Linked DNA regions of Gossypium arboreum: region 1 is linked to region 2. A link is a contact called in public Hi-C data. All regions are on one chromosome and are shown on one strand. Each heading gives the region's core, a stretch centred on a gene start, on an enhancer-like site or on the middle of the called end of the contact. The rest is flanking DNA. Distances are from core to core; before and after follow the strand shown. Region 1 holds the start of LOC108469241 (FCS-Like Zinc finger 3-like). Region 2 holds the start of LOC108453450 (pentatricopeptide repeat-containing protein At1g02150).

Region 1 (5,049 bases), core at 1,871-4,370, 210 kb after region 2:
AGGCAAGTTTCATTTAATTCAAAAAAAACCTTCATTTAAGACAATATATTGTTAAACCATGTCCACATTCACTACATTTACCAAATACTGATAAATTAGTGTTTTCTTTTTGTCTTTGTTTCCTTTTCTTCTTGTTTTTCTCATTTGCTTAATAACTAGACCGATTTTGTTAATCCCAAATTATTGTCAAATTACTTTTAATTCTAGTTTCGAATTTTGATACTCTTCATTTTTTTACTTGTTTTTATTAAACACATAAGATTATTATTAATTCCTGTAAATTCAATTCTACTCACTGTTATATACAAATTTTATATTTTTGAGTCGGAATTTATTTTTGTTAAATTCAAACCCACTAGTTAGTATGAATAACTTACTAGTGTCAAAGGAAGTATAACACAATGCCTATAGAACAAAAAAAATCTTTACAAAATAAATACAAACAAGTTTCATCTTTGAAACTTTATGCATCAAAGCCATGTTACTAAAAAAATTCTTAACTGCCGCATTTTCAATATGAGTATTGATAATGCACTTAAAAATATCATATGCGAAGCTTTCAATTATGCAATTGATTCTAGGTTATATCAATTTTCTTTAACCATTAGGTGTGGTGTGATGGTTGTTCACATTATCCCTTAACCATGAAGTTGGAGGTTTGATCATTGCCCATGAGAATGGAACGTATTTAATGGCCAACCGCTTACTTCTTTGGAGAGCACCCATAATAAGGGGATTAGTCATAGTTACCAACGGTGGACACCCTGGTTTCGACTCCTCTCCAGTATTGTTTGAATTGGACTGATTGGTCTAACTGGTTGGATCAAGAAACAGTTAAAGTATCGGTTTAAAGAGTGATAAAATATCAATTAACTTACGAAGTACTACAAATCGATTGATCTGGATATCAATTAACTTACGAAGTAGTACAAATCGATTGATCTGGATTTTTATTATTCTTTAATTAAATTTTTATTTTTATTTTTATTTTTATTTTTAGTAAATTATTTGCTTTGAACTAGATAGATCGATCAAATTGGATGAATCAAAGATTGATGATCTAATAAACTATCGATTTGATTCTTAAAATATAAGTTATCTCTGCTTGAGAGGTTGTGTTCTTTTATGTACTTGAAGATGTTTGCATTAGGAATTGATGTTTTAAAAGGTTTAGGGAAATGGTAAAATTATAAAATGATTTGTGCAAAGTAAAGTAATAAGTATAAGAAATAAGAAAGAAACTAAGGAATTTGTTAGTATTGCTTAAAAAAATACTTTTGGCTTAAAAAATACTTTTAAAAGAAAAATTGTGTTAAATAAGTTATTTTTTACTGAAATTTTAGCTTTTGAATAGGAGAAGCTAAAATTTTTAGCTTTTTCTCTACTGAAAACACTTTTGATGCTTAATTATTTTTTCACCCCTCCAACAGTATGATACTTTTCTTTTTCTTTCTTGGTGCTAAATTGCAAATGTGTTATAATCATTAATTAAAAATAAAAAAGTATTTTTAAAATAATACAAATGTGTTAGTATCTAATTACAAATATTTAATGGTTATACTTAATTATTTAAAATATAATTTATATATTTTAATTAAATTTTATAAATAATTAGTATTTATTGCTTAAAATATTTAAAATTTATATTTCATATATTAAAATATCAACAACAAGTTATAATAAATTATTTTTATATTCCTACTAAAATATAATAATAGTATTAATTTAAAATTATTTAAATACATATTTATTACTTAGTAATATCATGTCTAAAATAAACATTTTATTTCTCAAAATTATTTTTTGATAACAATAATAAACATTCAAATTTAAATTAAATTTTTAAAAACACTTTTAATAACACCATTAAAAGCAATATTAAAATAGCCTTAAATATATTCCATTTCCATGGAAAATGGTAGAGCTAAATTATTATATTGTAATTTGTTAAATAATGTTAATATTTGTCAAATAAGCGATGGAAATGGTAATGAAAGCATGGTAAAAAGCCATATAAGGTGAAAAGGGATGATTGAATGGGACAAAACAAGTGAAAAGTAAGTAGGAGGCAGGGTCCATTCAATCCGACCAAAAAGCATTTGCTCAAGACAATATACCGTTCAACGATGTACAGATTCACTGCATTTACCAATTACTGATATATCAGTTTTTTTTCTCATTTGCTTAATAAAACAGACCCATTTTGCTAATCCCAATTTAAATTCTAATATCGTGATGGGCACAAAACTTTGCCTGTTACGATTTCATTCAAATTTAGTTACACTTTAATATGATTTTCGAGTATCAGATCATTAAAAGCTAGCTTCAATTCAGAGGAATACCGGAAATTATAGATCTCTGAATATTTTTCATTGATGAAAACTGCACAATCTGATACCTCCCCCTTCCTCCCTTATCAACCCTCAACCCCAATAAAAAACGATATTACAAAATTCCATTCAAGGTTTTCTTTTTCCTTATCTTGTTTCTCGTTTTCTTTTTGCAAAATTGATGATACCATTATCACCCTACTCAGAAAAAGATAAGCAAATATGTACTACGACACCGTAATAGTTCCCGTCCGAACAGTTTTGTTGGGTGTAGAGGTCTTGGAATCCGATTTCCTATGTGATCTACCAAATTTCAATTTCTTTTCTCTGGCTTCATCCATCTCCATCTGTTCTTGTCTACACTCTGTACTGCAAAACGGTGTATTCCCTCTGCAATTGAAAAAATACCCATCAGGAAACAAGATTATTTCATACTCAAACACGATCCGAATTTTAAAATCAATACTAAAGAGCAAACAAACCTGTACATGAAAATATCGGAATTATGAAGCGATTTGCCGCAAACGGAGCAGGCATCCAGATAGTGAGCCCCGTACTGATCTGGGCACCCTGAGTAATAATAATATCCCGACATATTAACTGCTTGCTACTTGTTGAATTTCGTAAAGTAGGGCCTGAGCTGAGGGCGGCGCTGGTAGCTGAAAAAGGGTGGAAGAGAATAAAAGAGTGAGTTGATGGGCGTCAAAGCTTGGCAGGTATATATAAAGCAAACGGAGGTGATAGCTTGGATTCTGAGTTGGTGCAATCAGGCAGTACAGGGAGTACAGTAAGGACTATGTAGCCCAAACAAATGGGAAGGTGTTAGGCGTTGATTGGAAAGGTTGTAAAACGGATCAAAGCGGGTTGGTTTTTTTTTTAAAAAAAAAAAAGCTTAATTAGGGATACAATTTATAAATATATTAATTAAAGTGTCAGGGTCTGTTGATTATGCATAAGAATCAAATCAAATTAAAAATAAGGGTGAATGGTTGGATGTGTAAGTGTCTCGTTACCAATTACTTAAATGGGGTTTACGTCACCCATGAATATTTTTTTTTTTAAGTATTTTAATCACCAAAAGATTCTCTTCTATATTTACCACCATGTATTTATTACGAATGTTACACTCAAAAATTACTGGACGGCTTGGTTAATGCGGGTTTTCTAGATGGATTATTTCTATTATAAAATATTGATTCGGACGAAAATGAGTTAACGGAAATTTGAATATCCTTTCGTTATCTGTTAGATAATTACTCTTAGCCAACCTCTCACTTATTGATAATAAGTTATATCGCTTCTAATGCACTCATTTTTAGACATAACAAACTCGTCTTGATTGAATATATAACAGAATAGGATCTCATGGTGCACATCCTTCACGCTCATGAATATTCTTTATAAATTTAGTAGGACTGAGTATTTATCCTTCCACATCACATTTGTAGACAAGAGAATCTCTCCTATAAATACTCTTTTAACAATGATGAATGGACCAGCTCTTGAAAACTTCAAGGTTACTCTAAACAAATTATTTCTCTCGGGTCATCTCTTTAGTTAACCAACCTTCACAAAATCACATTTTTAAACTTGTACAAATTGAAATTTGAACAATAATTGTTCATTTTCACCTAAAGTTACAAATTTATATAGGTATATTTTTAAAAATATATATTTTATGTACCTTTAATTTCAAAGTAATAATATAGGAAAGTTGCAAGTTTATAAAATATATATATAAAGTTTACTAAAATTCAGTTGAAAATGAATTTGAGCAAATGGTTATTCAAGTTAAATGAATTTGGATAATCATATGTCCAGATTTATTTTAAAGGTAAAATATTTTTAATTTTTTTTATTAGGGCTTGTCATGTGTCATGATATGAGGTTATCATATTTCGTCCACATCAACAAAATTTAACGGTGATAATCCAAAACTAATAATTCAAGTATCAACTAGGTACCAAGTGAACAAGTTTAGGAGGCAAATATATATTAACTCAAAAATAAAAAAATTAATATTTTCATATTTTAAATAAAAATATAATTTTAAGAAATAATAAATTTATACTTAAATTTCACCAAAATTATTTAAAAAATTTGTCTTCAAAGTAGGAGCGAAGCCAGAACATTAATTGAAAAGGGTCAATTTTGAATTATAAATTTTGTAAAGATTAAAATATATTTTTATCATTAATAATTTATAATTCTTTAAAAAATTTAATAAGACTTAAAAGACAATTTTTCTTTTTATTAGGGTGAAAGTCACTGCTGGCCCGCCTTACATTCGCCCAATGCCCAATTAAAATTCGTTAGATGTATATATAAAAGGCATAACCAAAAAAAAAAAAAAAAATTGATCCCATAACACAAGTTTACTTCAAAAGCTCACCTATGGCAATCACCGAAGCAGCTCTTCCACAATCCGCCTCCAAGGCCCTATCATTTTCAGCCAACCTCGAGAACCTACTTCGATCGACCTCATATTCGCATTCCAAGCCATTATACCCTCATTCTCCAACCATGGAAGATGTGAAATGCCTAAAAATACATGACTTTTAAGTGTCACTGTTCCATGTTCACTCGCTTGCTTCTCATTTTCTTTCATTCACAATTTCATCTCCATTGTATGGTATTGCTACCATAGATGGACTTTGGGTTTTCCACAATCAGCTTGATGATGAAAATCAACCCGTAAGAATTTAAACCTTTTATTTTT
Region 2 (4,888 bases), core at 1,021-3,520:
AAAATTGAGAGTTCAAAGTAAGAATATGTTTGGTACGTCCTTTTCAACTAAATTTAATTGGTGGGAATTTGATTCCAATATTTAATATGTAAAAATTAGTTTATTTTAAAATTTCTTTGAGACGTATTTTCCATAAACAATGGAAAGCAATTCCTTGAATAATTGATGGAAAGTTACTTTCCCATGTAAATGAATTTCAAGTCATATATCGAGAAAATTTTGTAAAATTTACATCTTCACAATCTTACATTAACATACAAGTCATTTTTAAATGAATTTAGATTCAACCAAAATGTGAACAAATCATATCTCGTGGATTAATTTGAATATTTGTTAATGATAAATATTATTATTCAAATATTTATTAATAATAAAATTATTGAAAATAAAATATATAAATACTATATTTTTATTTAATAAGAATAAATTTGTACAAATACTATTACATTGCCAACAAAGTGGTGAGCATGCCAAATGTGTTAATGTAATTTTTTAGAATTTTAATCAATAAAACGTTGTAAAGTAACTTTTTGACAATGACATTCTCATAAACCATATTTCATGTAATCATATTCCATTAGAATCATAATATGGGAAAGCAACAAATTCTTCTTAGTGTTGAAAAATAAGTATTGAAAAATTAAATCCTAAATTTAAGTAAGAAAATCTATTTGATATATTACTTAAAATTAAATATTTAGTATAATTAAATTTTTGATAAGGGATAATATAATCTAAAATGAAATGGAATAAAAAAATAATTGAATTTATTATGTATTAAGTGATAAGTAGATTCTATCTACTTATCATTTTCCAAATTTTTTGTAGAAAAATTTCTATCTATCTAGTAATTTTATTGCTAATTATTAACCATGTTAAAAATTAAACTATTGCACATATTAATTTTCAATTGTAATTTTTATTGTAAATTATTAAACACATTAAAAAATTAAATTATTGAAAATATTAATTTTAATACTTTAGATTTATATATAATAATTTTTTTATGTATGGTAGATTAAGTGTTAAAATTGAGCCAAACTTTTGAAGGGCGGCTTATAAGGGCAATATTTTTTAAATAGTTAAAAATGATATAAAATATTTTTATAAACTTGATTTAGTTTTTGAGATAAAATAAATGACTAACTTATTTGAAAAGAAAAGAAAATATAATTTGAAATGTGACAGTAGAGATTTAAAAAATTCTTACTTCATCTCTTTTAAAAATATTTAGTTTTTGTCGATTAAGTTTTAGCTCGATTAGCATGAGTATTGTTGCCAATATAAGAGGACCTGGGTTCAAGTGCGCTGAAGCACATTATCCTTCTATTTATGAATTGGAAAGGGACTATAAGTAGTTTTAAATATTGTGTTAAAAAATAGCAGATAGGATTAGATTATGATTTGGATTTTCAAGAACGAGAATCTTATGACATGTTGGGAATCTCTTATGAAAATCAACCATGACTGAAACGTATCTTAATGCCTGAAAATTGGATAAGGGACCCTCATTGAATGATAAGAAACTAATTACAACTTGGAATATTCAAGGAATATTTGTACATTCTCTTCTAGCTCAATTAGAGGAATTGAGGTTTCATTCGCATTCTTATGGATAGGCTAATAAATAAAAAGAAATAAAAGACAATACAATTCTAGATTTTTGAAGAGACTTATTTATTTATTTTATTTCGGACGAGCCGAGATAATAGGATGAACAACAAGGGTTTTATACCGAAAACTTTGTATTGCGCACATCACTTGAATGAACTTTAGAGAGTCACATAGAAGGGAATGAAGAAATGGAATATGAAAGAGAATACAAAGAAATAAATGAAAGAGGATCGGCTTCTATTTGTACTGTAGCTGAGATGAGTCTTGGTTATTTCTATCATTGAACTCTTATCACAATATATAATGAAATTGTTTAAAAAAAATAGTTTAACTTTTGTTTGATATTTTGAATAATTTAACTTTTATGATGAAAATGAATCAGGTCAAAATTAAGTTTTGAATATTTAAGCTCGATATCGGTTCATATTTTAAATTTGATCTAAATTTTTATTAAACTTATTTTATATATTTAATAATTTTTTATCTAAGTCCTCTAAAAAAATGGGACAAACCTTCGAAATCGGATACTTCAATAATACAACAAGTATTGGGCCCGAATAAGAAGCCTCAATAATACAACTTCTTTTTAGCACCCCAAAACATTGATCATCAAATTTAAACTTTAGAAACGCGAAAAAGAAGCCTGATAAAGAGGGATATAAAGGTAATTTCACCCGAACTCTATCTTCAAGCTCGGTAAGTAATCAAATATCTGCCACTTCACTCTCACTTTTGGGCGTAATCCCTTAAACCCTTCCCTTAGCCAAACAAACAAAAAAAAGAGAAAATGCTTCTCCAGCCTTCATCGTTGCTGAATCACCGTGTTTCGATCTCCTCAGCCGATTCTTACTCTCGGCAGCTCCCATGCCGGATTCCCAAGTTTATCCTTTCCAGAACCCCAAGTTTTCAGAAGCTGCCGATCACGTGTTCCATATCTCAAGTCCATAGCTATGGGACCGTGGACTTTGAAAGAAGGCCCATGGTCAAATGGAACGCTCTATATAAGAAAATATCGCTCATGGAAAACCCTGAATTGGGTTCTGCCTCTGTGTTGAATGAGTGGGAAAAAGGAGGTAGGAAGCTCACCAAGTGGGAGCTTTGTAGGGTTGTCAAGGAGTTAAGGAAGTACAAGCGTTTCAAGCAAGCACTTGAGGTAAACCCAACAAAAAAAAATAAAAGGAGGGAATTTTGTGTTCTCTTCTAGTGTGTTTCGATTTCTGGGTTTTTTTTTTTTTGGCAATCTGTTGTAGACAGCGATTGCTTGACTCTATAATTTACTTAATAATTACTGGGCAATCTAATTCTTCCCTAACTTTAGGTGCTTTGGTGTTTTGAATTGCATTTGTATGTGTTATTATTGGTGAAAGTTGAATTCTTTGTTGGTTGCTACATGAACCTATTACATTAGAGAGTGGAGTTAAAGCCTTTTTTATGAACCTTCTCAGTCTCTTCATTTCAATGAATCACCTGAACTGAAGGTCTTGTCTAGATGATGGATTTGCTGCAAGCTATAGTTACAGGGGTAAGGTAATATTGATGAATGCTCTTTGAGTTTGAGACACAGTTTGGGGTTTAAGTAGGACCAAAGAATATTTTACAGTTGATGCAACAGGTTTTTTAGGCATAGCTCTTAATATTCCTTCAAAATAAGTTGAGGAATCTATCTTAATTGACATAGGAGGTGCCCTAAACAACCAAAAAGATACACAATGTTGTGAGTGATTTTCTGTTTCTTCTTATAAAGCATAGTGAAATGAAGATAATTATTATTCAACTTATCAATGGTGTAGGATTTATCGTTTTTATCTTGTATTTGCACATTTTGGTGATATTTTTGGATGCTGAATTTAGAATGATTGCAAGTCTGTTGTAAAATTAAGGCAAAATAGCGAATTGTTGTACATTTATCAGAGCCTAGTTCACAGTAAAAGGCTAAGTAGACGTTGTTGTTGTTGATCACTGTAGTGGATGGCCTGGTAGAATTGTCAATTTGTTTTAGGGAAGTTAAAATTAGTTATCGCTTTTATTCAGTAGAGTTGTTGATGTACTTCCATCAGGCATATTTTTAAAAACTTTTCCAAAATTGTACAGGTGTATGAGTGGATGAACAATAGAGGAGAGAGGTTTAGATTTTCTGCTAGTGATGCTGCAATTCAGTTAGACCTTATTTCTAAGGTGCGTGGAGTTTCAAGTGCCGAAGATTTCTTCCTTCAACTCCCTGATACTTTGAAGGACAAGAGAATCTATGGGGCCCTTCTGAATGCCTATGTGCGGGCAAGAATGCAAGAAAAGGCAGAATCTTTAATTGACAATATGAGGAATAAAGGTTATGCCTTGCATCCCCTTCCGTTTAATGTGATGATGACTCTATATATGAACCTTAAGGAGTATGATAAAGTTGAGTCAATGATTTCTGAAATGATGGAAAAAAACGTACGTCTAGATATATATTCCTATAACATCTGGTTGTCATCTTGTGGATCCCAAGGATATGTGGAAAGAATGGAACAAGTATATGAGCAGATGAAAGAAGATCGGAGTATCAATCCAAACTGGACTACATTTAGCACAATGGCTACCATGTATATCAAGATGGGACTGTCTGAAAAAGCTGAAGAATGCTTGAGAAATGTAGAGAGTAGGATCACCGGTCGGGATCGTATACCATATCATTACCTTATTACACTTTATGGTACTGTTGGTAATAAAGAGGAGGTGTATCGGATATGGAAGGTTTACAAATCTATTTTCCCCAGTATTCCAAATTTGGGTTATCATGCTATGATATCATCTCTGGTTAGGGCCAGTGATATTGAAGGGGCAGAAAAGATTTATGAAGAGTGGCTATCAGTTAAAACATCTTATGACCCTAGAATAGCAAATCTTCTAATGGGGTTGTATGTTAAAGAAGGAAACTTGGATAAAGCTCAGAGCTTTTTCAATCACATAGCTGATGTGGGAGGAAAGCCAAATTCAAGCTCATGGGAGATTCTTGCTGAAGGGAATATTCAAGAGGAGAGAATCGATGAGGCTCTATCTTGCCTAAAGGAAGCTTTTGCAACTGAAGGTTCAAGAAGTTGGAGGCCAAAGCCAACAAATGTTTCTGCCTTCTTTAATCTCTGTGATGAAAAAGAGGACACGGAAACTAGGGAGGTTGTGGTGGGATTGTTACGGCAATCAGGATATCTCAAAAATGAAGCTTATGCATCACAAATTGGCTTATCTGATGGTGCTGTTGAAAGTGTATTGCCAACGTATAGTTCAGGCGATGAGA

What was found. A called contact is a pair of places that touch in the nucleus more often than the background predicts.
Region 1: a Hi-C map of leaf shows a contact between it and region 2, with 2.7 times the contacts expected there. The contact joins the promoter of LOC108469241 here to the promoter of LOC108453450 in region 2. A contact is called at or near these places in 2 of 5 Hi-C or Micro-C datasets (both in leaf).

What each region holds. Positions count from the first base shown.
Region 1 is chr8:132,795,939-132,800,987 of ASM2569848v2, forward strand. LOC108469241 (FCS-Like Zinc finger 3-like) reads right to left here and starts at 3,121. Exons shown (of 2, transcript XM_017770133.2): 1 at 2,813-3,121; 2 at 2,349-2,720. The coding sequence starts at 2,925. The coding sequence ends at 2,558.
Region 2 is chr8:132,591,296-132,596,183 of ASM2569848v2, forward strand. LOC108453450 (pentatricopeptide repeat-containing protein At1g02150) reads left to right here and starts at 2,271. Exons shown (of 3, transcript XR_001866558.2): 1 at 2,271-2,767; 2 at 3,706-4,888.